Regions from separate parts of the Mus musculus genome. Here region 2 is linked to region 1. The links are chromatin contacts, called in public Hi-C maps. All regions are on one chromosome and are shown on one strand. The core of a region is the stretch at or near the end of the contact, and the rest is flanking DNA. Distances in the headings are between cores, read along the strand shown.

Region 1 (7,242 bases), core at 3,473-5,972:
TTTATCAACTGTAGAAGTTCTCTGGTAAAATTTTGTGGTCATTTATGTATACTATCATATCTGTGAATAAAGATACTGTACTTCTTCCTTCCCAATTTGTATTCTTTCAATCTCTCTTTGTCTTATTGCTAAAGCTAAAACTTCAAGTAGTGTATTGACTAAATACAAAGATAGTAGACAGCTTTTTGTTGTCCCTGATCTTAGTGGATCTTTACATTTCTCCCCATTTTATTTGATGCTGGCTATCAACAATGGCTTAGGTACTAAAATCAACAATTAATAAGTTGGACCTTATGAAACTGAAAAGCTTCTGTAAGACAAAGGACTCAGTGAAAATATCAAACTGGCAGCCTATGGAATGGGAAAAGATTTTCACAAACTCCAAATCTAACAAAGGGATGACATCCAAAATGTATAAAGAACTCAAGAAACTAGACATCAACAAAGCAAATAATTCAATTTAAAAATGGGAAACAGATCTAAACAAACAAACCAAAAAATTCAACAGAAGAATCTCTAATGGCCGAGAAGCATATAATGAAATGTGGAACATCCTTAGTCAGGGTAATGCAAATCTCTGAGATTCCAATTTACACTTGTCATAATGACTAAGATCAAAAATGCAAGAGTCTGCTCATGCTGGCAAGGATGTGGAACAAGGGAAATAGTTCTCCATTGATGGTGGAATGAAAACTTGTACAACCACTTTGTTCATTACAATGACTCCTTAGGCTAGTTTGAGGCCTCTGACTTCTTCTTCTACAACAACAATACTTGACCTTCATGGAGACTCTGAGATATTCGGCTGTTGCCCTGAGTCTTGGGGTATCCTGTAGCTATAGATTCATAGGACTGGCCTCTTTGTGGCTCCAGCAGCTCATAGATAGAGAAAATGTTGGGCTAAGCCAACTCAAAGCCTTGGTGGTAGTTGACCTGGTCACCATGCCGGCTTTCCCATGGCCATGCCACCAGAATCTTCTCTCCTGCTGGCCAGGTGAGGGGCAGGGCCAGCTCTTCCCACATGCACCAGCCAACAACAATGAGTATAGTGTCCAGTTCCATGCTCTCCCACGCCTAGACCTCTGGGTTAGCTCCTCTACACCTTTCCTATGCCTGTGCTACCAGAGCTGGCTTTCCACATGGCTAAGTGAGGGGTGATGCCAGCTTCTCTCACACCCAGGTCATTGTGTTTAGCTTCTCCACACTGCCTAGGGCAGGGCTGGAGCCAGCTCTTTCATGTCCATGTCACCACTGGCATGTGGAGCAGAACCAACTCAGTGAACCTCTCAGGAATCATCATAGTTTTAGGCTGCAGTACAGACATAAATATTCTCATAGTCTTTTGTGGTAATGTGGCCACAGACAGCAACAAAGGCCCTGGTTGCAGCAGGACTGCAGTCCCAGACATGACTCTTGGTACAGCATGGCAATACTCTTGTCTCTGGTTGCTGCGCAGGACTCTCACATCAGGCTATTCATCACTGCTGTTGTTCTGCAGTTCCACCTCTCTTCATAGCCCACAAGCTACTTGGTTTCTCTTTCTCGCACATCATTCCACCATATACCTGCTTGCTTCTGGCAGGCTCCCAAATCTTCAATATAATTATGAATGAATCTAAGGTATTCTGTGAACTCATAATCCATGCCCAGATCTCAAAAGCTAACCTGTAATCTTCTTCTAAGGTCCCCATCACAATGAATATTTGGTTTCCACAGAGATGCAACACCTGGATCTCCATACAAGAAGAGACCTGCCTCATTTCCTCCAAGATTTGAGGGAGAATGCCCATATGTAGTCTTAAGCTATCAGATTCAATATCTACCTGATCTGTCCACAGAAATTTTGTACTTATCTGTGGGGCAGTGGACTGTGCCACGAGACAGAAAAAAACCTTGGTAAATTTAATCAGATTAAGAAACCCCAGTACAAAGGTCAAATCTAAATGGATTAAGGAACTCCACATAAAACCAGAGACATTGAAACTTATTGAGGAGAAAGTAGGGAAAACCCTCGAAGAGATGGGCACAGGGGAAAAATTCCTGAATAGAACAGCAATGGCTTGTGCTGTAAGATCAAGAATTGACAAATGGGACCTCATAAAATTGCAAAGCTTCTGCAAGGCAAAAGACACCGTCAATAAGACAAAAAGGCGACCAACAGTTTGGGAAAGCATCTTTACCTATCCTAAATCAGATAGGGAACTAATATCCAATATATATAAAGAACTCAAGAAGGTGAACTCCAGAAAATCTAATAACCCCATTAAAAATGGGGCTCAGAGCTAAACAAAGAATTCTCACCTGAGGAATACTGAATGGCTGAGAAGCAACTGAAAAAATGTTCAACATCCTTAAACATCAGGGAAATGCAAATCAAAACAACCCTGAGATTCCACCTCACACCAGTCAGAATGGCTAAGATCAAAAATTCAGGTGACAGCAGATGCTGGCGGGGATGTGGAGAAAGAGGAACACTCCTCCATTGTTGGTGGGATTGCAAGCTTGTACAACCACTCTGGAAATCAGTCTGGCAGTTCCTCAGAAAATTGGACATAGTACTACCGGAGGATCCAGCAATACCTCTCTTGGGCATATATCCAGAAGATGTTCCAACTGGTAAGAAGAACACATGCTCCACTATGTTCATAACAGCCTTATTTGTAATAGCCAGAAGCTGGAAAGAACCCAGGTGCCCCTCAACAGAGGAATGGATACAGAAAATGTGGTACATTTACACAATGGAGTACTACTCAGCTATTAAAAAGAATGAATTTATGAAATTCCTAGCCAAATGGATGGACCTGGAGGACATTATCCTGAGTGAGGTAACCTAATCACAAAAGAACTCACACAATATGTACTCACTGATAAGTGCATATTAGCCCAGAAACTTAGAATAGCCAAGATAGAAGATACAATTTGCTAAACGCATGAAACTCAAGAAGAACGAAGACCAAAGTGTGGACACTTTGCCCCTTCTTAGAATTGGGAACAAAACACCCGTAGAAGGAGTTACAGTGACAAAGTTTGGAGCTGAGACGAAAGGATGGACCATCTAGAAACTGCCATATCCGGGGATCCATCCCATAATCAGCTTCCAAACGCTGACACCATTGCATACACTAGCAAGATTTTGCTGAAAGGACCCAGATATGGCTGTCTCTTGTGAGACTGTGCCGGGGCCTGGCAAACACAGAAGTGGATGCTCACAGTCAGCTATTGGATGGATCACAGGGCCCCCAATGGAGAAGCTAGAGAAAGTACCCAAGGAGCTGAAGGGATCTGCAATCCTATAGGTGGAACAACAATATGAACTAACCAATACCCCCCTCCCCCGATGCTCATGTTTCTAGCTGCATATGAATCAGAAGATGGCCTAGTAGGCCATCAGTGGTAAGAGAGGCCCATTGGTCTTGAAAACTTTATATGCCTCAGTACAGGGGAACGCCAGGGCCAAGAAGTGGGAGTGGGTGGGGGAGCCTGTGGGGGACTTTTGGGATAGCATTGGAAATGTAAATGAAATAAATGCCCAATAAAAAAATAAATAAAATGAAACAAAATAAAAACCCATAGATTCAGGAGTTTCTCATTATAACCTTATAGTAACTTTCTTGAGCTGAGCCACAAAGTGTTTGGACTCTCCTGTATTTTGACTCACATAGTAACCATAGATTTAGCTAGATGATTCTCTGATTCCTTTTTTAACTTACTGTTTTGTTGTTAGCTTGCTTTGATGTTTGCATTACATCATTTTAAATTTGTTGGGCTCTAATAGCTTTGAAATTATATTTTGTATCTGTCTAATTGTGTTCTTGGGTATATTTCTATAAGTAAACTCTTTTTATGTAAAAACATAAAAAAAAAAAGAAAAGAAAAAGAAACCCCAGTGCATTCATACCTAAGAACAGTAGCCATTTTATTTACTCCCAGCCAGGTTCCTGTCCTGGAACAGGTGACCATGACACCCCACGAAGAGGATACTGACAATCAGTCCTGTAGGGCAGTGCCTGAAGCGCCTTTACATGCAGATGAAGCATCATTAACATCTCAGACCAAGCAAATAGGAAGCATCTCCTTTTAGACCCCAACCCACCCCAAAATGTATAAAAGACCCTGTCCACAAGGAATAAAGTGCGTGTGCTATTTCATCAAAGATCTGAGAGCATCTGTCATAGATAGAGGTGTAACACTTTGGGGAAGTGAATTCTTTCATGAAGCTTTTGTAGTTGGAAGCTGTTTGAACCTACCACAGTCACTTCCATCTCTGTGGCCCCAACCTTAGCTCCTAACCACCTGGTACTCCCTGCTGTCCCACTGAGCCCTGTTGGTCACTATCATCCCATTGTGTGCCACTTATGCTAGAACAGTGGTGGCCAGAAGAGACCCAGCAGCCTGCCTTGACCCAACTCCCTCTCCCTTTCAGAGAGCTCAACTCTTTGGCCACTCTAGCTCGGCCAGGGTCCTACAGATTCTCGAAGATAGCATCCAGCACACAGGAAAACCTATCCAGCAATTGGCTAATGAGAGATTTTAATCACCTGGCTAATGTGGGTCAGGTCCTAAAGAATATGTATGTATTCCAATAGCCCCACTGTACTGGCTAGTATTTTGGCAAAATATTACATTCATTGGCCATTCCCTTTGCTTAATTCTGTTCCCTTCACCATATCCTCACAAGTGCTCACCCATAGTGTATCTCAGTATTTCTTTCCAGAGGCCCTAACCCTAGACAACACCGTAGTTGACTTCTGTTAGTCAGCTTATTTCTGAAGCCATGTCACTGAGAGGGGAAATCTCATTTAACTCAGTATTCTTAGAAACTAGCAAGTCGTGACTAAATGGAAAGCAATCAGACATGAATTAAAATTAAAATCATCTTAGGGAAAATTAAATATTAAAAAATATTGGCAGAAAAATTGAACAGTCACAAAAGCAATTATTATGTTTCACTTTTTAAAATGCTTCCTATGAATGAAGCTATTTTCATGAACCACTCATACACTTTTAGAGGAAGTAAATTTTACCAGCAACTTCAACACTACTCAGAGTAGAATCCTCTGAATTACTTAACTGCTGCAGCAATGGTCCTCTTTCGTCCGAGTGCTTGCTCTGTACTTGGACAAAGCAAATAATGAACAATGTATGTACGACATCTGCTGGCTCACAGATTATGTTACATCTGCCTTTCAGTAAGGCTGGGCCACAGAGGCTGGGCATCCTGGAAAGTCAAACCTTTTCTTATGTTGAGCCTTGCACAAAGATTAACAGGACTCGATTTGTCTGTGCTGAGAGAGTGGGGGTTATTAATTTGCCAAAGATGCCACTTGTGATGAACAGAACAGCCCCATTCCTTGAATCCTTTGATTTATATTGTCTCCAGATTAATCGTCATTCATCCAATTAAATGCTCTGGATCTGGGCCTCTGGCCAGTTCCATGTCACAGACTGTGATAAGACCTATTAGCTGTAAGGCTTAAGTTAACCAGGATTGGACCCAAGGGAGGTATATTGCCCACATGAACCACCTTCTTCTACTTCTGCACCAACCTGCTTAATGCTAATATATATATTTCATTTTACATGCTATGCCCACAGTCTGTACATGAAATTCAATTCTTAGTAGAATGTTAAAGATTCCGTAAATTTGAAACTGCTGGCAAGTCAAGTTTAGAGGTTTATAAATTTATGTAAATATTTTTTAGCAACACACAAAGTTGTACAAGCACAAACTACAAGTAGGAAGACACCCCTAAAAAAATAGTACAAGGATGTTTCCCAGTGCTATTATTATAACATGCTCTGTTATAATACACTATTATATATTTATATAATATATAATATACTAACAAGAGGCAGGATGAGAAGAGAACTTTATCTATAGTATTTGTATAGTTACCTTTTTCCTAATCTTGGTTCAACACATATTTGTATAGCCTTTAAAACTTAAAATGGAGATGGTTCGTGTGCTGCGGAGACTCGCAGGAAAAGTAAAAGTCAAATGGAAACCTAGAAAATATCTTTTGAGTATGCACCGCTTCTTAGGCATGTAGAAGCAATCCAGGAAAGCTTAGCACAGGGTGCGGAGCCTCTGCTTCTTTGTAATGGACTAAAGTGTAGGCCTTCCTTTGAACTCCAAATCCTGAAAAATAGGAACTGATGAAAGGGTCAGTGGAGTTAATCACCATGGCAATCCCAGCAGGTATACACAGTTCACTCTTCAAGCTGACAAGTGTCCATAGGTTGAGGTTAACACTGGTATTCAGTAGCATGTGCCAGCAGTCCTCATAAGCATTTCCATATATGCCGTTAGTGGGGATGTCAACAAACACTTAAGCATTTTGAATTTTCTTGATTAACATGAGAAAAAAATTGTTTTGAATCATGATACTGGGAAAGATATCTTTATTAGTAGTCATATAAGCACATAATTCTCTATATTAGAATACCAGACTTCATTGAATGTGGTTCAGAAAAGGGCAGGAGGTATTTCTGCATCAAGTTACCCCTCTGTTCTTTGCATTCCACTTGATTTACAGTGACTTGGGATTAACCTCATGACTACAGAGCTTGCCATCAACGGTTGATTAGGTAAGATATGAGGCAATATTTGCAATTATCCACTTTGGAACATGTCATAAATCCATAGAATAGTAAATTGATCCAAATAGTTTTTAGTTCTTTTTCTATACCTTACCTACCACACCATGGTGCTTCCTTCCTTCCTATCCTGACTGAACTTTTAACTTAAAATCCTTCTTAAAAATTACCCTCATTGTTTCATAAACTACATTAAAGGATGTCATACCTATCTATCTGCCATCTACTAGCTATCTATCCATTGAAATGCTTGCTAACATTATTAAAGTTATTCGAACTATAACCTTTTATTAATTATTCATTTAGTGTATCTGTCTATAAGAAGAACATCTAAAATAGAATATCTTGATACTTTTCCTGATGTAATATGATATTGACTTTAGTGCTTATAATGTACATGAAATATATATTTATTCACCCAATATATCTACTACTTTTATCCACTTGGCCCAAATTACTTCATTTTTAAATCTGCTCAGCTATTAATCATTCTTATACATTTTGTTGCTATGGATTCAACAGTTTTTCATTACACAAAGAAATGTCATGCCCTGGTTGTTGTTTGCCTGTTTGTTTCTGTGTTTAGTTTATTTCATTTATGGCGATGTCTTCTAGGCTTATGTTTACAATTGTGAACGGTAGGTT
Region 2 (7,242 bases), core at 2,335-4,834, 310 kb before region 1:
CCCCCACCCCCACCCCAATCAGTCACTTAATAATTCTCATTGGCCCCTATGGTACTATCATTTTAATGCTCATTGTGTTCTCTAAGATGGTATCATAAAGGAATAAATTTTACCCACAGCAAGAAGGGCAAATGGTGTTTTATGAACTGCAATTTCAATGCCTTCTTTTTGAGCTTTCAAAGGAGCAAGGAGAATATTTAAAGCTAGCTCTTGGGCTCTGTAGGTCATACAGTACATCACTGTTGATGTTTCAGTGTTTTCAAAGGCTTTTTTTCATGGATGACTGCCCTCCTCCTACTTCCTGTCTTTTTCTCCCAATGTGACCTGCCTTTATTTATGATCCTGAAACAGAGACAGGATGCTGAATTCTTCTGAGATGGGTAGTCAACATGGTAGACCAAAGCAATAGGATTTACCTTTAGGTTATTTGCTAAGTCTCCTGCATTCACTGGTTTATTTCTGGCTCTTTCATGTTCTGTTTTCTTGGCTATGAGAGAGAGAGAGAGAGAGAGAGTGAGAGAGAGAGAGAGAGAGAGAGCCAACAGCCTCATTCACATCTTTGCAGTGAGGGTTAATTGAGATCATGTCCACAACAGGAAAGTGGAATCCAAGTGAAAATTTTCATTATGATTTGTGATTACCATGTGTATGTGTCTGTGTATCCAGAGTGTGTTAGCAGCTGAATTGGTGTGTGTTCTGCTCTCATTCCTCAACTCCCCAACATGCAGAGGCTCTCTGCCAGATGGCTTCTCTGCCAGCTGTGTCTTGTTTTGTCCTTGTAAACACTGCATGCCCCAACAGGGGAGGCTTTACTTATAATCTAACATGCCTTGTCCTTTATCTCTTTCAGCTTGAGAATTACATTGTGGAAAATATGAAGTCGGAGATGGCCCAGATACAACAGAATGCTGTTCAAAACCACACGGCCACCATGCTTGAGATAGGAACCAGTCTCTTATCTCAGACTGCAGAGCAGACCCGAAAGCTGACAGATGTTGAGACCCAGGTATGTCCTCAAGGCCAGAGTCACATACTCAACAAGAAGATTATTTTAGAAATAGTCTTTAGTCTACTCCATAAACAAAGAGCATATGTCAGCATGAGATTTGGGAAAACATACATTTTTTGTTTATTGGTAACAACAACAATGAGTGCTTGACAAGCTATGAGTGCCTTAATGAGGGGGATTATATTTAGGCTTACATGTGTTTGCAAAAAGAGAGCAGGGAAAAAACCTAATCAGCATTAAGTTCAAATAAACACTGCAGCTACCAACTGTGATATGACTTGTGTAAACCAAAATAGTCACGTGGTGACTGCTGACTGTTGACGAGCTTTCTGAGCTGTCTTGCTTTATCTCTGGCAATGCATTCTTGATAATGGCATCTGTGATACCAGTAAATTGAAAGGAAAGCTTCAGGTTCTCTGAGCAAGAATTAGCATGAGTCTGCATAAACCTGTACGTTTGAGTGGAAATTAGTACAATGTAAGGATGCCTTTAAATTATCACTGTCATAAGTATAGTGTCATATGCACTGGAAGATGGCCTCTCAGTGCAGTTAACTGTGGCTAGTGTGACTCCGTTGTGATAGCATTCTGAAACTTGGAATGAGAGGTGGCTCTGTTCTGATGTAGCTGATTTCTATCAAGGCACAAAATTTGCATGTGTAAATATTTCTACTTTATTTAATCTGTGTCAGTGATATTGTAAATCATGTTAATAGTTAAAGAGAAGTAGCAAAGATGCTTTGTAGAGATAAAACAATTTGTATGAAATACAGGTTGCCTAGACAAACGAAACAAAGCAAAACAAAACAACAAAAAAATTAAAAATCACACACATTTATGAAAATCATTTAAAGAATGTAGGTAAGGAAGATATTCTTATCTCTTTCACTAACACAGTTATTGAACTCTAGAGTCTTCATATCTCTTTCACTGACTAATGATACTAATAATCAACTAGTGAAATCAGAATTTAAATGCTGATTGCAATGGAGGAATAAATTGCCTGGATTTTGAAGAACACTTTTTTTTTTTCTGTAGACCACTATCAGATATACAGGAAATATAGGGAATGGCAACTAGATCTCATAACTGAACAACATGATATGTATTGACTCATTTATAATCATGTAAAGCAAGCATGCTCATTTATAAAATATTGATTTCCTATATTACACACAATGAAAGTGTTTGTTTTGTTCTTTTTTTTTTTTTTTTTACTTTATCTAATGCCAAATGCTTACTTCCTGCAACAAACAGTTTCATAAGTTCCAACCCTGAAACACTAGCAGGTGAGATGGTTCAATCGTGTAAGGTGCTTTTCACCAAGCTTACGGACATGATTTCAAGTCTCAGAATTCAGAATTCATGGAGAAGGAGAGGACTCCAGTGTGTGTGTGTGTGTATGTGTGTGTGTGTGTGTGTGTGTGTGTGTGTGTGTGTGTGTGTGCAAGGATCTTTATTTATTTTTATGTCACTCCAAAACCTTCTCTGATATTGTTTTTATTCTTTTCTCATCAAGGAAGTACTGATGTGGTGGAGAAAAAAAAAGTCTTGTCAATATTTTAATCTTCAATCTGTAAAGATTTTTGTTTTGCAAGTTTTTAAAAGTAGCAATTTATTCTATGTTCCAAAGACTGGGAAACATGTACTTTCTGAAAGATAATACAGAGAAGGCAATGAATAAAGAGAAAATAGAACTCTGAAAATTCATCATAAACAGTGAAAATTCATCATAAAGGCCAATTAAAGTTTACTAGATATAGCAAGAATATTTTTAGGATAGACAAACTCAAAATTAATCACAAATCCTTCAGAATTATCAACCAGAGTCAATTAGACAAGAGAATGCTCAGACAGGCCTCCTTGTGCTTTACAAAGTGAAGCCCCTGCATTCTTCTCATCTTCCTTTGAACATGTGGCAGTCATTGGTGTTTACACTCCAAACTTTTCTTTATCAAGTGTGCATCCACATGGTGTATATTTGAACTCTTGTGTGTGTTTTGCTTCAACCTAACCATGAAAGTGCACCCTGTTCCTGCCACAGAGTCATTTACAAAATGAATACTCAGTGCCTTTACATGATTCACTCAAGAGCTGAAGGAGCCTTCTACTCAGTCCATGTTTGCTCTGGTATTTTGCTCTGATATCCTCCTAACTCGGTTTCACACTTTTGTGGTTTCCTTTCCTGAAAATTGACTTCAGGCTGTTTTAGAATCTGAGGATCATGTAGCAAGAGCTTTGCCCCGTTGTGCACCCTGGCTCTCACATGATGATCTTATAAAGATAAGCTCCTTATTGCTTACTAGTCCTCTGTTGACCTTCTAGATTTGTACTTTCAAAGGCAGTAGGAAGGCCTTGGTTTTGCTGCAGGGCATAAAGAATCCCTACACCCAATGAACATTATAATCAGAAAAGGGGTCCTGGGATGAGCACCTCTAGAAAAGATTGCTGGCCATGGGCGTGCTAATGAGAAATTGAAACCAGAGAAAGCCTTTTCCTTCTCCCTATCTCAGTGGAGAACAGCACTCATTCAGACACATCAGTATCTGCAAACATCCCTTCCTCTCCAAGTTCCTCTTTTTCATAAAGGAGTGAGGATCATGAATTATTCATGTGCCCCTCCTGTTGTGCAATCTCACTCTCACTTTGTCCTCAGGCAAATTTGGTGTCAAGGGAGAGAATTTATCAGATCAACAAACCAAATTAAGTTCTACTTTTAATTGTCCCCTTGCCTCAGTCTAATCTTACACACATATTAACTAGTATCAGCAAATACGTCCTATAAAGTATGTCATATTTTCATTCCTTGTTGGAAGATGAGGAAACTAAAATAAAGAATGATGCAAAAAGTCGGTTCAGATGAAAGAATTAGTGACCATTAAAGTGAGAATTTAAAGTGAAGCAGTCTGGTGTCAAAATCTGCATGACGAGTATCTTTCTACCAGTGCTGATCTCTCTCCTGTGGTTCTGCTTTTTTCTTTAAGATTATGGAATTATCATCAACGGGTGCAAACAGAGAACAAGATTTAGCTCAGAGCAATACTCTTAAAACTACTGAGCGCCTCTTATATGTAATACCATGGCTTTGCTGCTTATGGGAATGGCAGTCTCCCCCTTCCCACACATACACCATTCATTCTCTCAGGTGCCAGTGACCTCATCACATGCAGCCTTCAAGCTGTCCTTGCCAGCTGCCAGCTGTGTCAACTGTAGGGAATGTCTTCAGACAGCTATCTCAAGTTTCCTCCAGTCTCCAATAGTTCCAGCACTATGGTATTAGAAACAGAATTTAATGTCATTTGAACAGATGTATTTTGCATATTTCCATGGGGCAAGATGTCACAATAAGCAGTCCTTATGTTCACTGTCTTTGAGTTAAGGTGGTATAAAGTCTCTAGATCAAGTCTCTTTCTCCAATTTCTGTCACATTTAAAACACACCTTTTGAGTATGCTGTTGTGGGAAGTCTGATTGAACAGGGACCCCAGCTGCTGTAGTCTCAAGCCCATCAGGTATTGGTGCAGAGACCACAATTCTCAACAGCCATTTCTAAGCAATGACTCACTGTGGCAGGATACTTAGCATCCTTCCCAGGAGCTTTAGAACTTTGCTGACACATGACTTTGGCTAGTGTTTTCCCATCGCCTGTTGCATATAATTACAGCTGTCTTGAGGACTAAGACTTCCACTGAGTACTCCTTTTGCCTGCTCTCTTCCTCACTGGGGTAAAGCCTGGACCTCAATCTGAAGACCATCTCTGGCTCCTCCCACTAAGTTTCCCTCCATAGACATTTGCTCTAATAAATCCCCTGCACTTTAATCCCACTTCCCTTCTGCTTCTCAGAGGTCACTAAGGACTATAACTTCATGGATCACAACAGCACAGTTAGAAACTTGAAGCAGTTCAGAAGTAGTCTGTTGAAAGAGCACATCTTTCTTAGATAAGACGGTAGACATAAGTTTCTTCTTATGTCTACCGTCAAAGGCTGACTCTAAAAATTGAACTGTCTTCCTTGATAGGACATTCGAATAAACTTTAAACCTTGAACTAGCTGAAATGATGGTGAAATAAATTAGCGAGAGGGTCTTATAAGGAAAATACATTGGTAATTAATTTGCATAAAGTGCTGGATGACGATTCAGAAAATGTTGGCTCAATTTGACAAGTGTTCTTTTTTGAAGCTGCATTAACACAACCACATTTATCTATGCATATGCTGTGTGTGGCTGTGTTACTGTTCTCACATCGGGGTGGTAATGCCAGAGTTATAGTAAAGACAACATGCCCTAGAGATCAGGGTTTCTGCCTCCCTCCCCCTCCCCTGTTAATGTGACAAAATATGTAACAGATACAACTTAAGGGAGTAAGAATTTATTTTGGCTTACAGTTTGAGAGTACAAAATTCATGATGTGGGGAAGGCCACATTGTGAGTGTGTAGCTGTGAATGCTCACGTTTAACTATATCAGAAAGCAGAAAGGTCTGAGGCTACACTACAAATAAGACAAGCTACAAACCTGAAGACTTACCCGTAGGGATCCATTTCTTCCACTGAGGCCCCAAGCCATAAAGATTCTATAATTCCCCAAAACAGCATTGCCAGCTGGAGACCAAATGTTCAAACACATGAACCTTTTGGGAACATTTTACATCCAAATAATGACAGCTCACCAAGCTAAGATAGTTACTACTTGGCTACTGACTGAAAAAAAAAAAAAATCTAACTAGTTCTTCAAACACATGTTAATTGGAAAGTAAGGATTTTCTTTCCTCCTTTGAAGCTCTATCACTGGGATTTGGAGTAGAACATGATGTATATCAAAACCTTAGTAAGTTCTAATTAAGTAATTAACAACCCTGATTGTAATATATTTGGATTTTAACCCAAGGCTGTGTTGGTAGTAATATAACTAAAAACTTAGCTGATGGGCTGAGTATGACTTCAAAGAAAAGTAAGCTACTGAAAAAGATTGGGCTGCAGGAGTAATCATCCCAATGTAGGTTTTTGTACTCTGAAGAACATGATAAATTTAGCCCCTTCCTGCCTTATTGTGATAATTTGATCTGTATAATAAGGAGAAATCAGATGATGCCATCAGCTGCCACAAACTGAAGACGTCAGGATGCCTGGAAAGGCAACAGTTTGTAGCAGTAGTTAATGGTCAAAATGGCATTTTCTTAGGCAGAGAAGCTGTGGGTTCTTAGTTACTTTTAAGGAAGAACTGAGACTCTAAATTTAGAGAAGCCACATAGTTCACTCTAATAAACAAGATAATTCAACCTACAATATCTGCATGTTTTAAAAAGTACTGTACTTACCAAATTCCATAGCCACATGCAGTTATTATATTTTAAATATGGCACAAAGTTACATTGTTAGGTTATAAATGGTATATATTAATATTCAATATATATTATTCGATATATATTATATTCAAATATAATGAGGTTACTATGAACATTACAAATACTGATATGGATGGTTAATATAAACATATATGACATAAATATAATACATTATAATTTTATACAGTATTAAATATCTATTACTATAACCTATATTAACAATATTTTTCCAAGGTTCCTTAATTTTTCAAGTGATTTTGCAGATAATTTGTTTTCCAAGTTTGATGGGCTCAGTAAACTTGGGTGTCTCTTTTCTTTCTGGCTCCCTCCCCACTTAAGAATAACATATTTAAGCTACTTAGACAACCATTCGATCATCTCTCATATTCTGGGATTGCCAGAGTGTTTATTTGGCATACCTTTTGATTTGTTTTTCCAACACTTCTACTTGTTTAAACCAGAAGTCACTCCGTGTTAAGGATTTCCTGAGCTGAGGTAAGAAGCAGAGCCACTTAAGGAAACTGTTGCTCACTTCATATGGCATCTCATCAAGAGGCAGAGAAAAATCATCATCTTGCTCTTAGTAATGTAAGGTGTGTGATGTGGGCAGGATACTAGGGGCCATATCACTCCATCCCAGATGTTCACTTTCCTCTATGAAGAGAGAGAGAGAGAGAGAGAGAGAGAGAGAGAGAGAGAGAGAGAGAGAGGGAGAGAGAGAGAGAGAGAGAGAGAGAGCAAACAAACAAACAAAAAAACCCACAGTAAATCAATGGCCCTGAGATCAATGTGCTACAAAAAAAGGTATTTTATTTTGTGGTTTCTGTATTTCCTTTCAATAACTACCTTTCAGTTAGTGTGGATTTGAAATGAAATACTCTTAAAAGCA

The links. Hi-C and Micro-C count contacts between places; a contact is called where the count stands out from the background.
Region 2: a contact with region 1 is called in a Hi-C map of the G1E-ER4 cell line, with 5 times the contacts expected there. The contact joins two enhancer-like sites.

The regions. Positions count from the first base shown.
Region 1 is chr15:42,205,546-42,212,787 of GRCm38.p6, reverse strand. No RefSeq gene overlaps it. Among named protein-coding and RNA genes, the nearest start is that of Abra, 340 kb to the right of the region's middle. Within about 2 kb of position 4,722, at least 6 of the 459 cell types and tissues checked have an H3K27ac peak or open chromatin away from gene starts, as enhancers often do. A contact at or near this core is called in the G1E-ER4 cell line, where this site is marked.
Region 2 is chr15:42,517,268-42,524,509 of GRCm38.p6, reverse strand. Angpt1 (angiopoietin 1) reads left to right here. Exons shown (of 9, transcript NM_009640.4): 2 at 851-1,006. Among named protein-coding and RNA genes, the nearest start is that of Gm41313, 150 kb to the left of the region's middle. Within about 2 kb of position 3,584, at least 45 of the 459 cell types and tissues checked have an H3K27ac peak or open chromatin away from gene starts, as enhancers often do. A contact at or near this core is called in the G1E-ER4 cell line, where this site is marked.